Regions from separate parts of the Rattus norvegicus genome. Here regions 1 and 2 are each linked to region 3. Evidence: chromatin contacts called from public Hi-C and HiChIP or PLAC-seq data. All regions are on one chromosome and are shown on one strand. The core of a region is the stretch at or near the end of the contact, and the rest is flanking DNA. Distances in the headings are between cores, read along the strand shown.

The links. Hi-C and Micro-C count contacts between places; a contact is called where the count stands out from the background. HiChIP or PLAC-seq counts read pairs in DNA pulled down with a chosen protein or histone mark.
Region 1: an H3K27ac HiChIP or PLAC-seq map of oligodendrocytes shows a contact between it and region 3, with 4 times the contacts expected there. The contact joins the promoter of Socs5 here to the promoter of Mcfd2 in region 3. A contact is called at or near these places in 1 of 12 Hi-C or Micro-C datasets (liver) and 1 of 1 datasets of contacts at active chromatin or transcription factors (oligodendrocytes).
Region 2: a contact with region 3 is called in a Hi-C map of the A7r5 cell line, with 3 times the contacts expected there. The contact joins the promoter of Calm2 here to the promoter of Mcfd2 in region 3. A contact is called at or near these places in 3 of 12 Hi-C or Micro-C datasets (the A7r5 cell line, liver and mammary epithelial cells).

What each region holds. Positions count from the first base shown.
Region 1 is chr6:13,263,002-13,267,672 of GRCr8, reverse strand. Socs5 (suppressor of cytokine signaling 5) reads left to right here and starts at 1,842. Exons shown (of 2, transcript NM_001109274.1): 1 at 1,842-2,201.
Region 2 is chr6:12,843,755-12,847,924 of GRCr8, reverse strand. Calm2 (calmodulin 2) reads right to left here and starts at 2,755. Exons shown (of 5, transcript NM_017326.3): 1 at 2,681-2,755. The coding sequence starts at 2,683.
Region 3 is chr6:13,025,571-13,030,360 of GRCr8, reverse strand. It overlaps Mcfd2 (multiple coagulation factor deficiency 2, ER cargo receptor complex subunit), which reads right to left and starts at 2,311. Exons shown (of 4, transcript NM_139253.2): 1 at 2,243-2,311.

The DNA of each region.
Region 1 (4,671 bases), core at 593-3,092, 240 kb before region 3:
CACACTCACATACTCTGACCTAAAGTTTCTCTGTCCACTAGCCTCTCTGTCTTTTAAAGGTCCCACCACCTTCATGCCAAGGACCAAGAGTAATTCATAGGCCTGTGAAGAACATCCCAGATCCAAACTATAGCAAAGAGAGAGAGAGAGATGCTGGAGCAGTAAGAAAGTGGACAGAGGCTTGCTCTCTGGTCCCAGGAGCTCCTGGGAGAGAGTTAATGTGAAGTGGTACGAGGAACAGAGGAGGAGCAGGCTTGGTGAAGTTCAGGTGTGTGTTCCAATGGGGAACTTACTCCAGTAGACAAGTGAAGCGGCTAGAAGCTGCTTAGAAATTCAGATCTGGCCTTCAATGACCGGACGTTCATCTGTGATTCTATCTGAATGGCTAGATCAGCCCATATACAGAACCAGAGAAAAGGGCTGAGGGCCAGACCCCGAGCCTCTCAAGGAGCCAATAAAGAACAAACACTTAAAAACAACTGAAAAAGCAATCCGAGGGTGTACAATGTTAAGGTGGGGGCCGAGAAGAGTCTAAGAAAAGCCTTCAAGAAAAATGTAGTCTGCAGTTCCCACTGCAAGGCATTAAAGACTAAAAGTGGTAAAAAAAAAAAAAAATCTTACTATTCAGCAGGCTGAAGTAGGAGCACCACTATCTTGTGGCCAGCTTGGGCTCCACATTGAGCTCCAGAGCATCCTAGGCTATACAGTCAGGCTGTTTCAAACAATCATGACTAAAAAGTGACCCTATATGGATATCGCTGATAAAAGGACCACTTTCCGTAGATTCCCTGGGGGAGCAGACTGTATTCGAACCATGAAGTAAACGGGAAGAGCAAGTCTTTTTGTCTAAGCACTGGAAAGCAATATGTCAGTAGCTTATGAGTGGTAACCACGGTTCTAAAGGGCCAGCTGAGGTGTCTCGCCGGTATCACAATCCCCCGATATACTTCTCTGTCCTTGCAGCCATCGAAATGGCGGGGCCATCCACATAAAATGCAAGCGAAGAGAGGGAGCGACAACACCCCTCCCCTCGTGTATGAGTCATCTTCGTGGCAGCTGAGAGCCTGGATGGGAAGAGTTGAATTCAATGAGATGCCCGGTTTGCCGTGAATATTGGAATTCAGTGACTTGGATGGCTCCATGCAAAAGGGAGCTAGAGAAACTCATTCACATTTTCCTACCCGGCACTCGCAACCTCCATTCAGCATTTTCGCCTCGGTCTCCCTAACAGAGCCCAAACGAACAAAGCTACTACTCCCTACCCGCACCTCTGGTTGACCTTCCACCTTAGCGCCCACTCCTAGCGGGCTCCACGGCCCCGTGACCCACTCCAGCCTCCTAGACTCCCAGTCCTCGCCCCCTCCCCTCCAGCCCTAGCCGGCTCTGCCCCGCCCACCCCGGCCACGTGTCAGCCTCTCTCCCACCTGACTGGCTCCTCCCTCTTCGGCCGAACCCGGCCGCTGTCGCAGCTGCCCGACTCCAAAATGGCAGCCGCGCACAGCACGCACCAGCGCGGCTGGACCTCCTTAACTCGCCGGCCTCCCCTCTGGAGCTCCCAGCCTCCCTCCTCCGGCCTTCACCTACCCGCCTCTGGATTGGCCTCCGGGAGTCCCGCCCATCTACAGCCCCGCCTGCCATTGGTCACGGTAGGCTGCCCTTCAGAGAGGTGTGGCCCCGCCCGCCCCCCCACCCCGGGAGGTATTTTCCATTCCGGTGGGGGGTTGGGGGGCGGGGGGAGGGGAGAGGGTGACGAGGGGGAGGCGGCCGGGAAGGGGTGGGGGCTGGCGGGGGCATCCGGCCGAGCTGGGGTCCCCGGGCTCCGTCCAGAGGAAGCGAGGCTGCGCCGGCCGGGCAGGAGCGGAGGACGGGACGCGCGGGCGGTCGCCCTCGCCCTGTCGCTGACTGCGCCGCCCCGGCCCATCCTGCCTGGCCGCAGGTGCCCTGGATGAGGCCGCCGCGCGTGTCCCGGCCGCTGAGTGTCCCCGCGGTCGCCCGGCGCTGGTCCGCAAGCCGCCGCCTCTCCACGCCCCGGTCCCTGTGCCCGGCGCAGTCTTCCTCGGGCGGGCGCCTCCGCACCTCGGCGCAGGCGGCACGGCCCTTGGGCCGGGATGGATCCGCCGGGAAGAGGAAGACCAGCCGGGGCGTTGAGCCCCTGCGCCCGGTGCCGCGCGTAGTGGGAGCTTACGCGCAGTAGGCTCTCGGTACGTCTCGGAGGAATTGCTTTTCGGTTGGAGTCAGGGCACCTAAGGGGAAGAAGGGGTCGTCTGGGGCTGATAGGAGGGCATTCGTCATCGGGGTCGTGGTGGGTCGAGACTGGATGGGGGAGGTCGTCGGTGCCCACTGCAAGGGTAGAGGGGACCAGTCAATTCACCTGGAGCCCCAGCGCTCCGACCTGAGGGTCCTCAAGGTCGACGGTAAAAGGTCTACCTAAAAGGTCTACCGGGAGATGAAGGAAGGAGCTGGGGAGCGTGGATGCGGGAAAAGACTGGAGCATCTCCGGGGGTTTAACCTGAGATGGTTAGTTTAGTACAGGATGCGGAGGCGGCCGCAAGGAAGACCCCGCTCCAAGTCCTTGAGCTTTTAATAAATGGCTCTTTGGTGCTGGGGTTTGGGCATTCGAGTAGCTGAAGCCGAGTGACTTTGTGGCAGCGAGGGAGTTGCATTGACAGAAGGATGCTAAGGAACAGCAGAAATACACTTGGTGTGGTTCTCAACTTTGAAGGCTATGGGGGTCAGTCACGAGCTTTTAACATTTTTATTTTGGCGTTCCAAGCAAACGGTGGCTCGCTGCTGGACTTCGGTCAGTGATCCTTTATTTTAAACTGTATGTATGGATTTGATGGGTTTGGGCAGTTATCAGTTTTCCTGGACATTCTTCCAACTACATCTTGACTTCTTACAGCAGCTTCTCCATCTACACCGGAGGCTTGCTCCTTTCAAAGTTAACACTAGGCTGGACTGTACTATTCCGATTTACTGACATTTATCCTGGAAGACTTGTAAGTCATGCTTGCTTTTAACTGTTTCTTTACAAGGCCATGTAAGATTGAACTACATGTTCTAAAGAAGTTTAAAAATGGTTTCTCTTTAAGTATTGAAATGAAAAAGATGCTGGTATTGGAGGACAGTGCTAAAATGAGCTTGAGTGTTCTAACAGTTGGGAATTTAGTCAAATACATACTTTAATCTTAATAGTCTCGTATTCACAGTCCTCTTGTGAGACTGGCTTAGCAACTGAAGAAAGACACACACATGGGCAATGGCTGTTGTCCGGAGTTCACCCTTGTGGCTGTCCTGTAGGGATATTACCTTTTTTATTCCCGGGTAGTAGAGTAAGCTAAGAAGTGCACTGCTGGTCCTTAGTCTCTTTTTAAAGTCACATCTGTATTACTAATTTCATACATTTCTTGAGTTCTCTACCGCTTACAAAATGAAGACTCACTTGATTAGGGAGTACTTAAAATTTAGGGGAAAAATCTGAAGGATACTTTGCTGGCTAATTCAAACATTTCTGCAAAAAGGTGCTAATGTTTTTAATTGGTCTCCAGAGTTCTTGAAAAAGTAATGGGTAATTATGTATTTTTCTCCTTATTGTCCTTGAATTTTACCATTTGTCCTTAGGGAGAATGTACTGGCATACAAAACAGCAGCTTAAAATATTGAAACCTAACACCTTTTGACATTATAATGGCTTCTTCATGATTCACCTTGAGATTCCTCTCTTAGGAGCCAGCAGCGGTGGGCTTTCCCTTCCTCCTGGTTGGGAGTGGGCTGGCGCTCTCTACTGCTGTGGGCCTGAAGCAAAACAGTTTACTGGCTGTGAAGTAATGGTGATAACTTTCACAAAAGGAGAGTGAGAGGCTGATGAGTCATTTCTTTCCGGGCTGGAAGAGCAGAAGGTGGAGATGATCATTCTGTAGATTGGGAATCAAGGCCCAGAGCTTTTGAAGGGACTAAATTGCTAGTTGGTTTGGAGCAGGATTGCAGGGTCTGGCCCTGTCACATCCATAGTTTGTTTCTGAGGACTTCTAGTGCCAGCAATAAATAAGTTTCGGGTTATTTGTGATACTGTCCCTTTGTAACCATGGAGAACTTCGAATGCTTTATCCGTGAAGTGATGCAAAACTGCATAAGCTTTTATTTAAAGTTAAGAACAATTATTAGCATTGTTAGCGAAAATGCTAATGGTTTCCTCTCATTGCAAAGAGACAAAGCTGTCATCTAGATTAAAATATTACATGAGCATCTCAGATTAAGCAAGTGTTCTATTTTTGTGCTAAAATTAATTGAGGCTTTTAGATTGCAAAAGGGTTTTTGTATTTTTAAGTGGATTGTGTGAAAATTATTTTCTAACTTGCCGGGTTTTCTTAGGTCGAAGTGGATTTCGGCTCCTTTAAAAGGAAGTAGACTTACATAATTATGAAAATCTAATTTATGCCGTAGTTGTAACAGAGACAGGGGTTGTATTTGAGCCACTTACCGTACAGCTGCCCTGGCTGGGTGTGGTGCACAAGTAATCAATAATCACAGCACTCGGGAGGCAGGGGCAGGGTAGGTGCTGGGTAAGGGCCAGCCAAGGGCTGCAGATGTGTAGTTCAAGGACAGCCAAGGGCTGCATATAAAATCCTGTCTCAAAGAAAAGAAAGAAAAGGGAGCACCTATCTCATGGCA
Region 2 (4,170 bases), core at 1,506-4,005, 180 kb after region 3:
TCCTAGCCCCTAAGCTGTCTCTTCAGGGTTTAAGGTTTTAAAATAAACTTTACCAAGTTCTAGAATAAAAGCTCCTAAAAATCAAGAGCAAAGACTTCCTAGCACTCAATTTTTCCAACTACTTTGTCTATGGAGAATGCCGTTTTCTTAGAACTGAAATTATACTTTTGGGAAAATACAAGCTCATTAGCATGTTTATCATAATAAGGCGAAGACTAATTCCCCAGAGACTAATTCTCGATTCTGCAAGGATTGATGTAACCCCTCCTGCTGTTCTTGTCATTCCACAGACTTCCAGTGTACTTTCAGGTTCCACCCCAACCTACTGAACTAGATCCTGCATTTTGGGTTACCACTGTTGATCTTTATCTAGAAACTAACCTGCATTACAAAGTCACCTGAACTGAAGGCATCATGAACATTTAAAGCATTTTCTAAACTGCACTCTGAACTGAAAAGTTCTTTTTAAAAAATATTTAGTGTATCTGAATAAATTTATGAATCCTGGCCTCACAATGAACAGAAATACATCTTCATCCTGTTCAACCCTCAAATACTACTACACACACACAAGGCTCCATTCATCATTTCTTCTACAATTACAGGATTTTTCATGCATCAAAACCAATCTGTTATTTCTGTAGGAAAAAGGGGGTCTTTATTCTGACAGAATGTCACTTTACTATAAAAGTATCTTGAGTCAAAAGAGAAGCCAGTGGAGGAACAAAACTTGATAGAAATCAGGACCTTGACTAAAAGCCTAAATTCTAGCTTAAGCTAGAAGTTTCTACATTATAATGGAGCCAAAGCAAATTCTTATTTTGAGCCTAATAAAAACCTTTCAGCTTAATAGACTCATTTAAACACACTCTTTACATCTGTGTCAACACTGCACATTCCTTCCAATACATGACAGCCCAATAAAGACAGTGGCCGCATGCAAATTCGAGAGATTCGCAATCAGTTCTTATATATACATAGGTCCCTAAATAACTTCTTCTCTTTAACAGAGTCTTCAGAATCTAAAGTCTTATTTATATATTATGAAGTTACTAGACTAATTGGCAATGTATTAATGATACATTTAACTATAAAAACTTACTGGGGAGAAAAACCACTGTAAGATACAAATTATAATTTTCCAGTAAACATTTAAATCCTATCCTGCTAACTAAAAAAATAAGTTACTACATAACTTGGAGTGCCAATTACATGCCTGTAATTTATATCCTGTTTCACCTTACAAAGTACAAATTCAATCAGCATATTAAAATTCATTAGTTAAAAAAATACTTATCAAAACACAAAGATTCACCAAAGTTAAATGAATGCTAGCTCTCTCCAAGGTGAACTCTCCCCACACCCAAGCAGGCTGGAGGTTTCAGTTGGCAGGGATTCCCAACTACTGTTTAAGATGTCACCTTGCCTCCTAGACACACCCATTGCTGTAACCATTTGGCAAAGGAGTAAAGTAAGTAGTGCAAATTACTGTCCTCATTCTTTTACAGGAAACACGAGGAGTCTCTTATTTAAGAAAAAAAATCTCTCTGAAATCTCCTCTCTCATACACCCTTTAAGTGCACAGTTTCTGACAGCCAATACTGTATAAATGAACTGTAGATCTAATAACTAAGATGGGATGGCAACTCCTACACCGAAATACAAGAAACACAAACACAAGCGTTCAAGGAACGCTGCGTGTGGTAGAGGTGAACAGGAGTGCACCTGAGTACTCAAGAATTTAGCGACCCGCCCCTTAATTGCTACTTTCACTGGCTTGCTTTCGCTGTGGGCAGAAAAAGTCTTTGAGACCCTAACTGAAGGCGATTGCTTTCCCTTTATAAACTGTATTTGGAGAAAGCGCCCGACTTCCAGCATAAAGCTTGTATTCTTCAGCGATTAAAAAAAAGAAAGAAATTAAGCATCCAGTCTGGGTAGTGGAAGACAGCACCAGATGGAGTGGAACAAGCAGCACTGCGCGGAGGGGGATGGGGGAACTGCTAGGGTCCCCTCCCCCGCCCATCCCCGCAGCGCCGCGGGCCGCCCAGACCTCCGCAGTCCTGCAGGTGCCAGCGCAGCAGCTGGGGCGCGAGCCGAGCAGCGTCGGGCGGCGGCTCCGGGCCCCGCGCGCCCACCCCACCCCCAGCGCCTGCTTCCCGCACCGGCAGGACGCACAGGGCGCGCCCCGGGCCGGCTGGCTTACCTCGCCTCGCGGGGATGCGGGCTAACGGCGCCCGCTCGCCCCGGGGCCCCGCGCTCCTCCTCACCCCACCCCCCGCGCATGGCTGCCGGGCGGACAAAGGCGCTTCCTGGCGCCCGCGCTTAGCCGTGGCCGTTGGCGGCGGTTTGAATCCGGCCCCAGGGCTGACCTTTAGCGCCGCCTCAGCCGCGGCGCCCCGCGCTTGCTCTCCCGACCGACCACACCGCCCCTCACCCCTGATCCATCTTCCCCCGGCCAAGCTCCGCAGCCGTCCCCCGACTCATCTAAGGGAACCCAAGAGGACCTGGGTGGGGGACACCTGCGACATGACCGTCGCGGGGGCCTCCTGGCCTTTTTGGTGCCATCCCTCTGGGGAAGACGGCTCCTCGAGGGTCAGCGCGGGCAGGTCCCCCTCTTTAGTCAGTCCGCTTCGGCATCTTTCCCCCACCGGCGCCGCCGGCCGCTCGGCTACGCACTCACCATGCTGCAAGGGCTACCGGTTTCCGAGACCAGAACAGACAACCACTCGACTCGCTCGCTCCACTCGGACTAATTCTCCTCCTCCGCCCCCAGCTCCTCATAAACACCTCCCTCCGCCTCCCTCCGCCAGATCCCTCCGCCTCACGACAGATAACGGAACATAGCGAACGAGTCCCGGCCAGCCCCGTGTGCCCCCCTCCACTCCGGGAGACCCTTTTCTCCGCAGTCACCGGTCAGACAGGCAAGAGATAAAGGGGAGCAGGGGACGGGTGACGTAAGTGGGTTTCACTCCCAGGCAAGCCGTTAAAAGGCCGGGGGAACCGCGCCTGGGGGGCGCTACTTTGCGGCGCGGAGGAGCACCGCGGTGGAGATGGACACTGCGAACGCCGTTGAGCTAGCTGCTGATTGGCTGGTTTGTACCTGCAATGCGTCACTTGCTCTCAGCCGGAACGCGGTGCGGCTTCTGCCGTTGCTGCTCGCGCCGGGCTGTCCTGGCAACTGCGCCAGGAGGCAGCGTGGCTCTCTTTGCGCTTGGCTGGAGGACCTTCTTCCATCCGTTCTCCCTGCCACAGGCACACGCACACACTTACCTTCCCGCCCCGTATGGAGGTTTCGACAAAAACAACATAAGCCAATAAAAAAATAGAACTGAAGGACCCCCACCCCCAGTAAACGCCCACCCCGCGCCCAGTTGCTGCATCAGGGAGACCAGTCGTTTTTCATTTCATGGTGCAGCTCAGCTGACAGACTAATCAGAAAGGGGCTTCCGTTTATGCTTCCCCTTTACTTTTCTTGCCTAGCAGTAAGTTATCTGAAAGGTATTCAAACCTACGGTATCAGAGTATGTGCTGTTGAAAACCCAAAGTAGACGACCAGAAAAGGATGATGGAGGTTAAGGAAACGAGGACTTAATCCTCAAAATTTGGTACCCAGACAAGACTGATGGAACAACCACGGCCCAGAAAGAATTATGAAGATGGTGAAGTCAGAGACGAACTTCCCAGTGGAAAGAGCACCACCATGCAGACCCTCGAAACGAGCAGCATTTTAAAAAAAGCAAGCCAAGATGAAACCAACTTTTGAGAAGAAGCCTGCCTTTCACGATACTTTCCTGTTTGGCAAGAACATCTCGAAGCTAACAGCTATCTGCACCCACTCGGAAAGCTTCAGTCGGATTTAACCTCCTTTACCTAAATTAGACATTCCCTCACACCTTTGAACATATCTTGTAATGAAGCCAGTGCTGGGACCTCTTTCAATCATGCAAACCAGACATTAAGCGGCCTTCTAATTAGCACTGACAAAGTCCACACCCTTTCAAACGGATGCCCACTCAATGGGAAAACAAAACAAAACAAAAAGCCCACCTCAGATTTCTGTTTCCATTATCCTTGCCATTGTGGTGCCTTGATAATTTTGAAAGGGGTGGGGGGAGTTAATTAACCTTATCCTACAAATGAGATAAACATCAAGTGAAAATATTACTTTAA
Region 3 (4,790 bases), core at 1,062-3,561:
CAGAACACGTTGCATCAGGCACGCTCCAGTTCAAGGCCATGGGCACACAGCCTGGGAGATAAGCCCCAAGGGCTCCCTGGCTGGTTCACTGGCCTCAGGACATGGCATAAGCCAAGCTGGAGAAAAATCCAACTCAGGGAGACTGATTTTCCTTTTCTAAAAACAGGCTGACTCCTTTTGATGGGCCTGGAGTCTTGAAATTTGACTATCTTATTTCTTCCATAAATAGTTTACTTATAGGTTAGCATAACTGCTTATATATTCTTGACTGAAAGACTGTTCCTCAGCCCCTGGAAAAGGTCATCTTCAACAGAATGAGAAACTCTGGGAGAGACACACAGAGCAACGAAAGAGGAAAAGGATTTTGCTAAGCCCAACAGACCATCACCACTAACCCTGGTTCCATGGGGTATGATCTGCTGCAACCAGATCACCCTCGCATCCAGGGGGCTGGAGACAAAATCCATGCCATCACGTTCATCGCAAGGAGCAGCATGAGTCTGACAGAGCAATGCTGGCCCCCTCAGAGCCTTGACTCCAACAAGGTTCCTCTCACTGCTCCGGAGGTCTCTGTTGCCACTGTGTCTGGTCATTCCTTCTAGGTCCAGCTCAGACATAACCCAAAGACTCTTGCAGATAACACCCTTTGCTTCCTTGTCTGTTTCTTCCTTCCTATGTTTCTTTTTCCTCTCATTTGTGTACCAATGCTGAGCTGGCCTGGGACAATGTGGTTAGAATAAGGTGAGATGTGGCACAGTACTTCATCTCCAAGGCCCTGGTCTTAGGCCGAGCTCTCCGTTTGGAGCATGCCTGCTCCTGGGAAGGGCCTGGCCCACCCTCTCCTCCCATTGTGTCATTATTCCTATCAGGGAGTGAGCTTTCCTCCTAGCAGCTGTTGGCAGCCTTTTTCTAAGTCAGAGGCTCTTAGGAATTTTCACATTTGACAACACCCAGATATCTATCCTGTACCCAGAGCCAATGCCAATGAAAATTGACTAGTCCTGGTTGTCTCCTTGCTCTTGAAGTAAAACCAACCATAAGTCTCCCAGTTAAAGAAACCTTTACCTGGGCTGAGGTTGAGAATTTGTCCTGAACAATTTGGTGTTTAATATTTTGATCCACTTGTTCATTGGGGGATTCCAAAGGAAAAGCATGCTACCCTTTAACTAACAGCCTAGTAACATAGGAAGAGCAGAACTGTGAGGGTTGTGAGAACAGGTGGACTCCTCTCTCATAGATGACAGCTTAATACAAAACAGAGATCACCAAAGAGACACTCAAGGGGTACCACATAAACCCCCATCCACAGAAAGCATGAGAAGAAATATTTCAACCAAAAACGATGTATTCCCCTCATAGACAGAACATATGGCGGTGAACGCCTAAACTCAGAAATGACTTGGGTCCAATGTAGCTGCAGAATATTCAGTTGAGGGACAGGTCTTGAGTAAAGTTCAAAGACAGTGAGTCACACAGGTATGGTAGGCCTGTGGAAGGGCTTAGAAGGGCAAAGAGAATCCACAGAAGAACCAGGGAATGGGGCAGGGTGGAGGAGCATAAGAGATTTGTTTCAAGAGCGTGTCTCTAGCTCCCTGTATTGGACACGTGGAAGAGTATCAGTAAATATCAACGGAGCAGAAAGAGGAGCTGATTGTTAAGGCAAGGTGTCTGGAAAAGTGAGAGTTCTGAATGGGTTCAATGTATTTGACGAGTGTAGGCGAGATTGATGCCTAGGCCTCTGGTTTGGGCACATGTGTGGATGGAGGTTTTCCAGAAAAGGAAAACAAGAGAAACGAGCATCCCTTGTCTTCCTAACCTCCCAGGCTCAACCTAGCCAACCCCGCCGAGACAACAGGACCTGCGGGTCTGCCCCGAGGAAGATGGGGGAGCCAGGGGCAGATGGGGAGCCAGGGACAGATGGAGTAACGCCTGTGGCCCTCGTGCTTCTAGGCCAGCCGGGGTACGTGACAAGTCCACACAGCTGACCCTACAGCCAGACACTTAGACGCCCGGGAATGGGGTGAGCGAAAACAGCAGCGCGGGACTCCGCCAGCCAGACACGTCTGGCCCCGAAACCCTCTCGGAAGACAGGCGGCTGCCGTGGGCCACAGGTCCCACTGTGCCCGGACGGTCGGCATCCTCCACCCTGCCGCCCTGGCCTCCCATCCCGAGTCCCAGGCCCGGGAGCCACCGACCGACCTCTGCTCCAAGGGTCAGGCCTCCCGCCCGCCGGTTCGCTCACCCTGATAATCCCTGACGCAGTCGCGAAGCACTTCTGGATGAACCTTGCCAGCTGCCGTCCCCCTGACGCTTTTTCTCCGCACGCCGGACCCGCCCCTCGGTCAGCCGCGCAGGCGCACAGCCTCCCACCGCCCCGGGAGCCGTCGGCCCCGCCCCCTGCGCGGCCCGATCCATTGAGTCCACGTGTCCCCTGTGGCTGGCGCGCCGGATCTGCCTCCTGAGGGCGACACCCTGCTGCTTAGCCCTGGAGCGTCCAGGCGTGCGAGTTGCTAGGCAACCCTGAAGCCCCGGGAAGAGGCACCACAGGAGTTTTGGGCTGCAGGATACGGAGGAGCGGACTCAGAGGTTGGCCAGCCTCGCCTTCTCTATTCTTTGACCGTGCTCTTGCCCCTCTCCCCGCACTTCACACCGAAGAAGAGTGTAAAACCCCTAACTCCTGTCCAATGAGGCAGCCGGTGCCCGCCAAGGACCCTGCGTTTCCATGAATGACCTGCTTCCGTTTTTTCTTTGCTCTATTCCTGAGCCACAGCCTCAAGCTCCAAGACTTATGGGCGACCCAGCTAGTAAAGTTCCTGAAATCGGCTGGTTTTGTTTTCTTTACTTTTTAAATTTATGTACATTGGTGTCCGACCAGAGAGTGTGGGATCCCCTGAACTGGAGTTAGACAGTTGTGAGGTGCCATGTGGGTGGTGGGGACTGAAAAGCCAGTGCTCTTAATCACCTAGCCGAAACCGGGTGTTCTTTTCTAGAGAAGACAATATACTTTCAAAAAACGATCCTGCCCTTTACTCCTAACAAAACTGTCTTTCAGTGAATGTGTATAAATCCAGATGGATACAGGATTGTACATTTTAAAATACCTTCTCTCCTTTGTATCCATGAAGATACATAATCTTTTTTTTTTAGCTGCTCCTACATCAAAAGGGGAGAGAGATTATATCAAAGCCTTCCCTACTTCCTTGAGGCCTTGAAAATTGGCCAACAGCACCGCCTTTGTCCCACTTCCAAGATTAAGGTTTCAACATTATCCTATAGGGAGAGAAAAACCTCTTAGTCCCTAAGATATTAACACAACATTCCATCTCATTCTGAAGCTTAGATTAGTTTGATCCAGTTCGTTCCGGGTACTCTGCGCCTCCATCCAGACTGCATTCTACCTACGCTCCATTGTCTTGGGAGCTATAAATACAGGTAGTTTATGGCCCTTTAAGAAACTCAGTAACTGGGGTTGGGGATTTAGCTTAGTGGTAGAGCCCTTGCCTAGGAAGCACAAGGCCCTGGGTTCGGTCCCCAGCTCCGAAAAAAAAGAACCAAAAAAAAAAAAAAAAAAAAAAGAAACTCAGTGACTAGGAACTGGACTGAGGGTAGCCTGGAACTCCTGATCCTCTGTCCTTCACCTTCCACCTCCCAGACCTACCTTTCTGTTTGGTTTGGTTTGGTTTAGTTTGGTTTGGTTTGGTTTGGTTTTTTGAGACAGGAGCTCTGTGTAGCTCTGGCTGTTCTGGAACTTGCTGTGGACTAGGCTGACCTCAGACGCAGATCCACGTGCTTCTGCCTCCCAAGTGATGGGATTAAAGGTCTGTGCCACCACAGCCTGGCTCAGACTTTTGTCTAATAAGCACTTGCCACCAAGCTAGGTACTCCATCTTTTCTGCCTGACCATTCTTACCTGCACAGATATTTGTCCTCTGGTTCTTTCCCATAATGCAATTGAAAAGGCAATCTCCAGGCAAACCAGGGGTCTCTTCTGGCTTGTTTATTTGTTGCACTCAAACATCCTGTGGTGGTTAGAATAGGTTTGGCCTCCATTATCTCCCATGTTTCAATGCTTGACCTGTAGAGAGTGGCACAATTAAGAGGTACAGCCTTGTTGGAGTGGGTATGGCCCTGTTGGAGGAAATGTGTCACTGTGGAGACAGGTTAGAGGTCTTCTATGCTCCAGCTATGCTCAGGGTGACACACACACTCCTTTTGCTGCCTGTGGATGAAGATGTAGAACTCTCAGCTCCTTCAGTCCCATGTCTCCCTGCACACTGCCATGCTTCCCTCCGAGATAATGGTCTAAACCTCTGAAACTAAGCCATCCCCAATTAAATGTTTTCCTTTATAAGAGGTGCCATGGTCATGGTGTCTCTTCACAGCAATAAAGCCCTAAGGCACAGCCACACTTGTAAGCATTTCCTTTTGTTTTCCGACATCTGTGCCTGTTCTATCTGTTCGACCAGGGTCGCATCCTCTGTCGATGTACAAATAAAAGGGTGCCAAGGGGCAGAGTGCCTTCATCCAGTGACTTCATCTAGTCCTACGCTTGAAAACCCAGTTGTATGCAGACAACTCTCAAGGTCTTATATGTATATGTGATGTTTGTACGTGTCCATGTGGGTGTGGGCATTTGCTTACGTATGGATGCCATAAATCTACAGTGAATGCCTTCTTCTGTCCTCCTCGTGTTTTGAGACAGTCTCTCAGTGAACCTGGCATTCATCAGTTTGGCAAGGCTGGCTGAGCAGCCAGTGAGCTCCAGGGATGTTCCTGTCTCCGAGCCCCTC